Regions from separate parts of the Mus musculus genome. Here region 2 is linked to region 1. Evidence: chromatin contacts called from public Hi-C data. All regions are on one chromosome and are shown on one strand. Each heading gives the region's core, a stretch centred on a gene start, on an enhancer-like site or on the middle of the called end of the contact. The rest is flanking DNA. Distances are from core to core; before and after follow the strand shown. Region 1 overlaps Rgl1 (ral guanine nucleotide dissociation stimulator,-like 1). Region 2 overlaps Lamc1 (laminin, gamma 1).

What was found. Hi-C and Micro-C count contacts between places; a contact is called where the count stands out from the background.
Region 2: a contact with region 1 is called in a Hi-C map of pre-B cells, with 4 times the contacts expected there. The contact joins two enhancer-like sites.

What each region holds. Positions count from the first base shown.
Region 1 is chr1:152,595,027-152,599,378 of GRCm38.p6, reverse strand. The region is part of intron 2 of Rgl1 (ral guanine nucleotide dissociation stimulator,-like 1); the gene reads left to right. Among named protein-coding and RNA genes, the nearest start is that of Rgl1, 28 kb to the left of the region's middle. Within about 2 kb of position 1,403, at least 10 of the 459 cell types and tissues checked have an H3K27ac peak or open chromatin away from gene starts, as enhancers often do. A contact at or near this core is called in pre-B cells, where this site is marked.
Region 2 is chr1:153,306,430-153,311,037 of GRCm38.p6, reverse strand. The region is part of intron 1 of Lamc1 (laminin, gamma 1); the gene reads left to right. It also overlaps the pseudogene Gm8818. Among named protein-coding and RNA genes, the nearest start is that of Lamc1, 24 kb to the left of the region's middle. Within about 2 kb of position 2,242, at least 170 of the 459 cell types and tissues checked have an H3K27ac peak or open chromatin away from gene starts, as enhancers often do. A contact at or near this core is called in pre-B cells, where this site is marked.

The DNA of each region.
Region 1 (4,352 bases), core at 154-2,653:
GTCTTCACATACGGCATAGTCCTTTAATCCCAAGTCCTTGGAGTTTTATCCGGCAGTTAGAAAAGTCATAGTGGCAAGGTGACTGAACCAAGAATCGGTGAAAAGAAAACAAAGCGAGAGACAAGCCAGGTGCCTTGTCCGAGCTTGTCTGTCGTGGTTGGCTTCTTCTCTGTCCCCTCCCTGAGACTTATTTGTGCTTGTTTCCCCACTGTCACACTGTGTTTCTCAAGTGGCAACCAGAACACCAAAGCCACTGCTCACACTGTGGCTTTCTTTGGAGCACAGGGTCAGAAGTCCTTTGTCACCCAGAACCTGAGGTGACTTTTCTTGAAGCTCCTAGCATTTGGGGGCTGGAGGTGGGGGAGACAAGAAAATCTCCAAGTATTCGCTCTTTCTTGGTAAAATTTTAAAAGTTAAACGGTTTTTAAGTGTAGAAACCAATCTTTGCTTTGACCCATTGGTAGGTTCCCTAGAGCTGCTATTGAAGTGACAGGGCAGGGGACTGCTGTTCATCTGTGTCTGGCCAGGGTTCTCATCGCTTCAGCACTCAGTGATAGGAGGCACTGTGCTCCCTCGCTGTCCCTGCTTTCTGAGTGTGCACATGGCAATGAAGCAGGCCGCATCCCTCTGCCATTTTTAACCTGCTTCCATAAAACTCACAGACGCAGATAGCTTGAAGACCGTCTCTGTGGGATTGGGGTCCCGTAAGCAGTCAGCTGGGAGCCCAGGAATCACTTTCATCCTACTAATTGCACAGGAGCCCCTCCCTCTGGTGATATCTGGGTATCTTGTCTGTCTAGTTTTTTGTTGTGTCTGTGACTTCCAGCAACCATGTAGGAGAGACTCAACAAGTATTTGTTGAATGAATTAATTGGCTTAAGTGCATTTAGGAGCAAACAAAACCACAAATTATAAGTTAGCCCACTGCTGAGATGCATAGGGAACGCTAGCAAGTTCTCAATGACCTAATCGGCCTAGAATTAGAAATAAAATCTAGTTTCTTGCCATTCTTACTGTTACTTGTAAGTCTTACTAATGAACCTCGGGGTTCTGTAATTTCCCATTTACGATTTCTGTCATTCACTTAGCATTTCTTTAATGTTAATTAATGTTAAGCTTCATCCCTTTGAGTCATTAAGTGAAAGAGTTTGTGTTCGCACTATGATCTGTACTATTAGATTTGTAAACAGCAGAACCCCCTCCTTTTCTTCATATACTAAGGTTTCTTTAGTATCTCATTTAAGTCCCCTGCACAACGGAGGCTATGTTGATACTGTCTTCTCTAACTGACCCCAGGAGTGCATCACGAGCCCTGGGATTGGGGAGCTCGTAATCTGTCAGGCAGATAAGCTTTTTCTTTACGGCTGACACCTGCCTTTTCACACGGGTGGTTTTGACCACTCATACTTAGTGAACAAAGTGTTTGCTGTTTCGTTTTCTTTTCATTTGGAGAGATTTGGCCCTATGTTCCTCCCAGCCATCAGTATTTTTGATACGCTACCTTCATTTCCTCTCTTAAGCATCAGACTTTATAAATCTACCTTTTTCTCTCTTAAGTTCAGACTTTATAAATCTATCTTTTTTCCCTATACCCTATTTTCAGTCATAATATTATTTTGTTTTTGATTCCCTAGTAGTTTGTGACTCTAGAGTAGAGTTAAACTAGCATGTAGGCAAATTTATTAACAGGAGACACTCAGTAGAGGCCACAAGCTGTCCCTAGGGACTTCAGCTGTTGTAGAATTCCGTAGTTCCCCATGCAGCCCGTTGCTCTCCTGGCTTCTCTTGCGCCCTTTGGTGAAGCTGTCCATCCTCCTTAGGCACGGTTTAGTTATGTAAGACCATGTAGGGATGAGGGAGACTGGGTTTCGCCCAAAGAAGGCCTTTGGCACCAAGGCACTATTACTTTTAAGTGTTGTCGATATCAGTCTATGTAAGGAGTTAAAAATGCTGGAGATGACTTGAAGGCCCAGCTTTTAGTAAAAGTAGTATGGCTAGATGAAAAATGAAAAGGATTTTAGTACTTCACATACGGTATTTTATTTGTGGACAGCGAGTAATAAGTAGGCTTGCACTTTGCCTTGTGTCAATTATCTGATCTATAGTGTTCTTATGGGAATTATTTGATGTGTGTGGGTTCTAGCCTATTGAGTTTTGGTAGTCTTAAGTATTCAGATGTGGAGACTGAGTGTGCAATATATTGTAAAGCAATAACATATTGCTTTATGTTACTAGGCAGCACATTACCATGGTGAAAGGAAGCTGCTTTTAAATCTTAACACTGCTGCCTGTCCTGGTTGGTTGAGTAACTTTGGTTACTTCTTTGCTTCTCCTCGAGTGAAGCAGTGACAGTTCCTGTCGTAACAGCTGGCTGGAAGGAATGGGCATCTGGTCCAAAGTGATGCTCAGTCTTGGTGCCAGCTCTTCTCCTTCCTCTGCATTTAAAGCCCAGTTTCTTAGAAGCGCTTTACAGTGTCAGGGGAACAGTACTTGACAGGAGATGAGAAAGATGCAGCATCTCTTTCCAAGACATGTGCTCAAGGTGCTCAAAAAAAATTAAATTAGGTTCTGCATTTTATTACCCGATCTTAAGCTTGAAAGATCCCCGTTTTCTCTGTCAGGGGGCCTGTGCTGTAGGGTATACTTATGCTAAACACAGTACTGAGAGAGAGGATTTGCCAGAGACCTGTGCCCCCCAACTTTGTGTGAACTATAAAGCTGCATTTTATATCTGAATTTTAAGTCACACATCAACTTCATCATCATCATCATCATCATCATTAATATTATATTGGAAAGAAAAAGAAACGAGCTACCTAGTATCATTTCTGGGACTCCAAAATCTAGGGAGTAAAGACATTGACAGCTTGATATGGGGCTTTGTGCTTGGTGTGTGTGTGTGTGTGTGTGTGTGTGTGTGTGTGTGTGTGTATTCTTATGCATGTGCACATATGTAGCAGGACATTCATGAGCCTATGTGTGCTAGATGGAGGACAGACATCGTTCTCTTTCACTTGCCATCTTAGCTTTTGTGACTGTCTCTGATTGAGCATGGAGCTCATGGATTCCGTTAGATTGTCCCACGGATCTTACTTTCTCTACCTTCCAGTGCTAAGGTAACAGACATGTGCTGAAGTACCCACCTTTTCATGTGGGTAGTAGAGACCCTAGCTTACGTCCTCACTTTTTTTTTGATTTACTTATTTTTGTTTTATGTGTGTGGATGTTCTGCCTGCATGTATGTCCGTGAACATGTCTACAGTACCCATGGAGGTAAAGTGCTGGATCCCCTGGAACTGGAGTAGCCCAGGTTTTGAGCTGTCCCATGATGCTGTAATAGAATCTGGGTCCTCAGGAAGAACAATCAATGCTTTTAACCATGGAGCCATCTCTCCAGCCCCCAAATGGTGGGAAATACTTAGTTTGGTTAAAATTGAACTAATCCCATAGGAAGGTGGGGAAGAGAGATTTTCTGATATGATATACAGAAGAAGAATCAAGCTAATGACTGTAAGTTTGGGAATGTCAGTCTATTCTGCCTGCACCCAAGCTTAGGGTCTGTGAATGGAAACGTAGAACTCCTCTCAGGGAGATAAAGGCCTAGGGGTGGGGGCTGTCTGAGGGCCTACAGGATTGTGGGAAAGCTCAGGGCTGTGGAGAAGGCTTTCATTTCATAACTGGCTTCATTCTTAAAGAATAGTAGGTCACACAGAAGCTCACTACACCCCACCCACCCTTACAGATAGGTATTGATTGGTTACACAAATCAGATGAATTAGACAGGAAGGGCACCCATGAACTTGGGACCCCAGCATCTGCTGACCTTGGTCATTGGAAGCTCTTGATGAGAGGACAAGGAAGGGGTTGTGTTTTGGGAAGTTTGCTCTGGATGCTGTCCTCTGTGGGACAGTGTGTGATGTTTAAGAAGTGCGACAGGGCCTATGCTAATTCAAACACTTGAGCCCTTGGACTTCTCAAGGTAGCAGGTGGTTTTCCTTGTAAGTAGATGACCAGAACATTTGGAACTTTAAGGCTTAGCTTTAGTTTCTATACTAAATTAGCTTCAGATACAGAAGCAGAAACAGGGTGCAGTAATGACAGGCATCTCGAGTCCAATGTGTGTGTGTGTGGGGTGGGGTGGGGGGTGGTGGCGGTGCTGAAGCAGGAGGATCACCGGAGTGCTAGGAGTTTGAGGCCAGTTGAGGGTAGCAAGACCTGCTTTCAAACAAAGGAAAAATAGAGAGAGGAGGCAGGGTTGAGAGCATTCCCAGCAAACTCTGAACCCTTAGAAGATGACCAGAAATAGTGATTTGTGCTAGAAATGTTAAAGAGGTAGTCTGTTGTGGAAAAAA
Region 2 (4,608 bases), core at 993-3,492, 710 kb before region 1:
TGGTGCACTCACAACAATGTGTGTCTTCAATTTTATGAGATAATACTGATTTTTCCCCCCCTGGGGTGGTATCAGTTTGGATGTCCACCAGCAGTGCTGGCAAGCTAGCTGGTCTACCCCTGACACTGGAAATTCTTAAATGTACCAACTCATTAGTATAAGATTGTGTCAAAGTGTTTTGCATCTAAAGTTTTCTTTCCATGTCTTTCTGGATCTTCCCTATTTCTTTTCCTGTAGAATGTTGCTTCATGGTTTTTGCCTTTATTGCTTGGTAGAATTCTGCAGGTACGTTGCTACTGATTCGTCATTAGCTCTGCATTATGTCTGAATGTGATTTGTCTTCTTATTTTTTCTACTTTTTTTTGATATTTTCTTTTTTAAATATCTGGTTTTTTACTATATGTATGAGTGTGTTGCTGGATTCGTGTCTGTGTACCACATGCGTACCTGGTGCCCTCGGAGGTCAGAAGAGGACAGCAGACTCCTTGGAATTAGAATTAAAAATGGAAATGATTCACCATGTGGGTGCTGGGAATCGAATCCAGGTCTTTTACAAGAGCAGCAAGTGCTCTTAATCACCAAGCCATCTATCTGTCCAGCCCTGTTGGGCGGTGTTTCTTAATTTCAGTATGACCATATTTATTAGTACATTCTTTGGCAGTCAGCCCTTCTGTGTCTTATGTAAGAAATCTTTGTTTCTTTTTAAGATCTAAGGTTTGGGTTTTCATTGTGTGCATTTTCCTTACTGGCGAGTGCAAGTCCTTTTCAGATGTATTCTATTTTAGAAAGATCTTAGTTATATTTAGGACTTTTTCTTCCGTGTAAATTCTAGAATGAGGTTTCTCAGAAACTTCTTTGCATCTTGATTTAATCCATACTGACTTGATGCCCATTTGGTTTGCGTTAACGTTCAGATATTATTGAGTTTGTCATAAACTTGTCATAATTTACATGTTTTTAAGTAATTCCAATAATGTTTTATAATTTCAACCTCAAGAGTCTTGTTTTTCTGTTGGATTCATTCCTGGGTTCTTTTTTATTGCTGACTTAATTTCAAAGTAAACCGTAATCCTTTGTAGCAGTGTGCAGAAAAGTGTAGCTTTTAAAATATGGGGCTTCAAGGGATTTGTTTAATTCTCTTCTTTTGATCATTTATCTTTAGATTCATTCAAGTTTTTTATGTAGACAGTCATCCATAAAAATAATAGTTTTATGTCTTCGTGCTAATCATATTCAGAACTGCGGATTCTGAAATCTTATTTATAATCTAAGTTTGGTACAAATAGTGATGAGGCTTATCAGGTGTCATGGCAGACACTGATCACAGCTGCTCGGAGAGATACAGGCAAAAGCATCAAGAATTCAAGGTCACCCTCAGATGGAGGGCTGCCTCTGCAGACAAGAGCAACAGAAAAGGAACAAGTGACAGAATTGTTGGGGCTGGGTACAGGCTTTCAGTCCCCACAGCATATGGTGTCTCTGAGTCGGATTCTAAGTTTTGGGGATAGGTAGGTCCATGTGTCATCCAGCTGTAGGTCCTGAGACGTTGCCAGTAGAGTATGCTACGGTCCCCTTAGGAACAGCTAGGGTATGAAACAGAGAAAGCAGTCCCATAAAGCAAAGAATTGCCCAAATTCCATTCAGCTTCAAGTTCTCACAAGATATTGTGCCATTAAAAACCAGAGTATAACTACCTGAGTCTAGAACATAACTTTGATACATAGACACACACACATATAACTTTTCTCAGATTTTATTATACATAATTTCCCATGACTTCACTACTCCGTGCACATGTGTGTGTGTGTGTGTGTGTGTGTGTGTGTGTCTGCCCACGCGCATGCACACGTGCGTGTATTAACTGAGGACTGAGTTACCCATGAGAACAGCTTCCTCTTCCTGCAGCATCTGGCTGTTGTTGCTTCAGCTGCACTCAGTATGCGCCAATCCATCTGTTTTTCTGCGATTCCCATGGAGACTGAATCTGTATAATTTGCATGTTCTTATTGTCTCTTTCTCCTAACATTTTTTTTTACTGGCATTTTTTAAGCCGAGGTCTGTGTCTTCCAGGATGGGGTGGGGAGCTCATTACATGTCGCCGGGTGGGTGAACCAGCTGACCCACTGAGAGGATTGGCAGCTTGCACCTTGATCTCTCAGAGTGAGCTGCTGCAAACCAAACCAAAGTGTGGCTTCCATGCACTCACCAAGCTTAGGAGGACAGGGTTGTACACTCTGAGTGTCCCTAACTCTCTCCCTACGAAAGCTTCGGCTATGCACAGCCCAGCTGCCAGCCGCTTTTCAGTCAGTGCCACAGGAAGCAGAATCAGCCAGCTAATCCTTTCCCAAGTTCCCGACTTGAGATGTTGTAAGATGCAGAAATGGTAGGCTGTGAACTTTAACTTGTACTGCCATAAGGGGCAGAAACAGTAAGTCTCTGGCGTTACTGGGCTGGAGAATCTGCCTTCGTTCCTTTCTGGAAGGGTTCCTTTCTGAACTTGTGGATTCCCTGGAGAAGTTGGACTTCTCTTTGGCTTCAGCTAGAGCGCTCCGGGAGAGGAGCCAGAGATGTCCCGAGGCTATGCATTTTTTTGTGTGTGTGTGAGAACTGTAGTTTGGCAGACATTTTAAAATGAGTTACCAGCCCAGGAATCTTGTGTCTGGGTGCTCAGGCTCCTTCCAGCTGGTATCCTCAACTGTCTACTGAGTGGTAGACAGGTGCAGGCTGAGTTTTGGCAGGGCTGTCACTGGGGACTGTAAGAGAGCAAGCTGTCTTCCTGTTCCTGGTATCTGTAGGTTCCTAGTGAAAACCCCTGCTTTCAGAACCAGCCCTGGCTTCCTGGTTGTTTCCCAGAGATTCTGCATTGAGACCCCGCCATCTTCCAGCATGTTCGTGTCCTTTGGCCTCTTCCTCCCCCCTCTTCTTCTTCTTCAGAGTCATGCCATTGGCTGGCCTCTGCCCCTCAGCACTCTTACTCATACTAAAAGTGCTCATTTCAGTTACCTTACCTTCTAATCCAGAGCGAGCATGCGCACCAACTGGCTCCTTTGGTGGGTGTCTCAGATTACTCCTTTAGCTGATGATAAGCAGCTTGAGAGCCGAGAAGGCCTAACCATTTGTAATTCCCAGTGGTGTTCATTAACTAATTTAGATTCTGTGACCTTTGCTGTGTTTACATTTTCGCCTCCAGACAGAACACAGTGTGTTTGGAGGGGTGATGCTCACAGAGGCTGGAACTCAAGGAATGATTGTCTTGATCTTGGGGTTTGCTAACACAAGCACAGGTGAAGGCCCCAAGAGGCCCACATAGTGATCACTCCATTGTTCCAGAGCTTGGCTCCGGTTTTCAGGGGTTCTGCTTCTTCGCCGGGAGGGCGAACACCAGCCGTGTCCAGATTTGTGTGTTTATATTTGGAGGATGAGAGTGCTGAAGTCCAGTTTCTCATTAGGGCTTCACGGCACAGTAAATGGAAAAGCCTGAGAAACTTGTAAGTCTGGATGTGTCTCCTCCTGCTGAGTTTTGTGGTGGCTGTCCCGAGTGTGTGCACTCTTGTGTCTCCTCTTGTCTCTCTAACTCACAAGTCCCAGCCCTCATGAACTCACTTCTGCTTTAATAACACGCCACTGTGTATCCTGTAGCCAAATCTAGTCACTGTCAATTTCTTTGGTAAATAGGACACTTTTCTTACCATAACGCCCACATTCCATTTCCTTTTGTAACAAGTGTCATTTTCGGTATATACTTCAACCCTTACAAATGGTTGTGAGCCAACGTGTGGTTGTTGGGAATTGAACTCAGGACCTCTGGAAGTGCTCTTAATCAGTGAGCCATCCCTCCAGGCCCCAATATATTTTATTGCTTTTATTTTATGGGCATTAGTATGTTTTTGCCTGCACATAAGTCTGGATTAGGTTGTGAGATCTTAGAATTGTAGACAACTATTAACAGTCAGTTGTAACAAATATTGAAACTTACGGTCATTTAAAGGTAAACATTTTAAATCAAAAGAAAAAAAACCATAAGTATTCTTTCCCAGGAATCATTGTAAACGACAGCAAATGCCAGGAAGCAGTGCCATAAGGACACTATATAGGAACATCTGTTGTTGTTTCTCATTATGGATGGTTGTGAGCCACCATGTGGTTGCTGGGATTTGCACTCATGATCTCTGGAAGGAGCAGTCAGTGCTCTTAATCTCTGAGCCATCTCACCAGGCCCCAATATATTTTATTGTTTTTATTTTATGCACATTGGTATGTTTTTGCCTTCACACATGTCTGGGTTAGGTTGTCAGATCTTAGAGTTTTAGACAATTGTTTTTTTCTTTTTTCTTTTTATTTTTTTTACAATATCTCAAGTGGGATTTATTTGGTGGACCTCAATAAGTTCTCAGAACATTTGCTGTAACTCAGGTAGAAATAGGCGAGTATTCACATTAGTCTGTAGTCCAAAAAGGTATTTCAACTAAAATATGTCAATTCTCACATCTGCAGTGGCTTAGAGATAGTTGGTGGTCAGTATTGTGTTTCTGTAGCTTCTTCAAGCAGAGGTACAGTGCTCAATGCTTTAGAGGGTTTTGCAAATTCATTTCCCTTTTGTTCAACAAT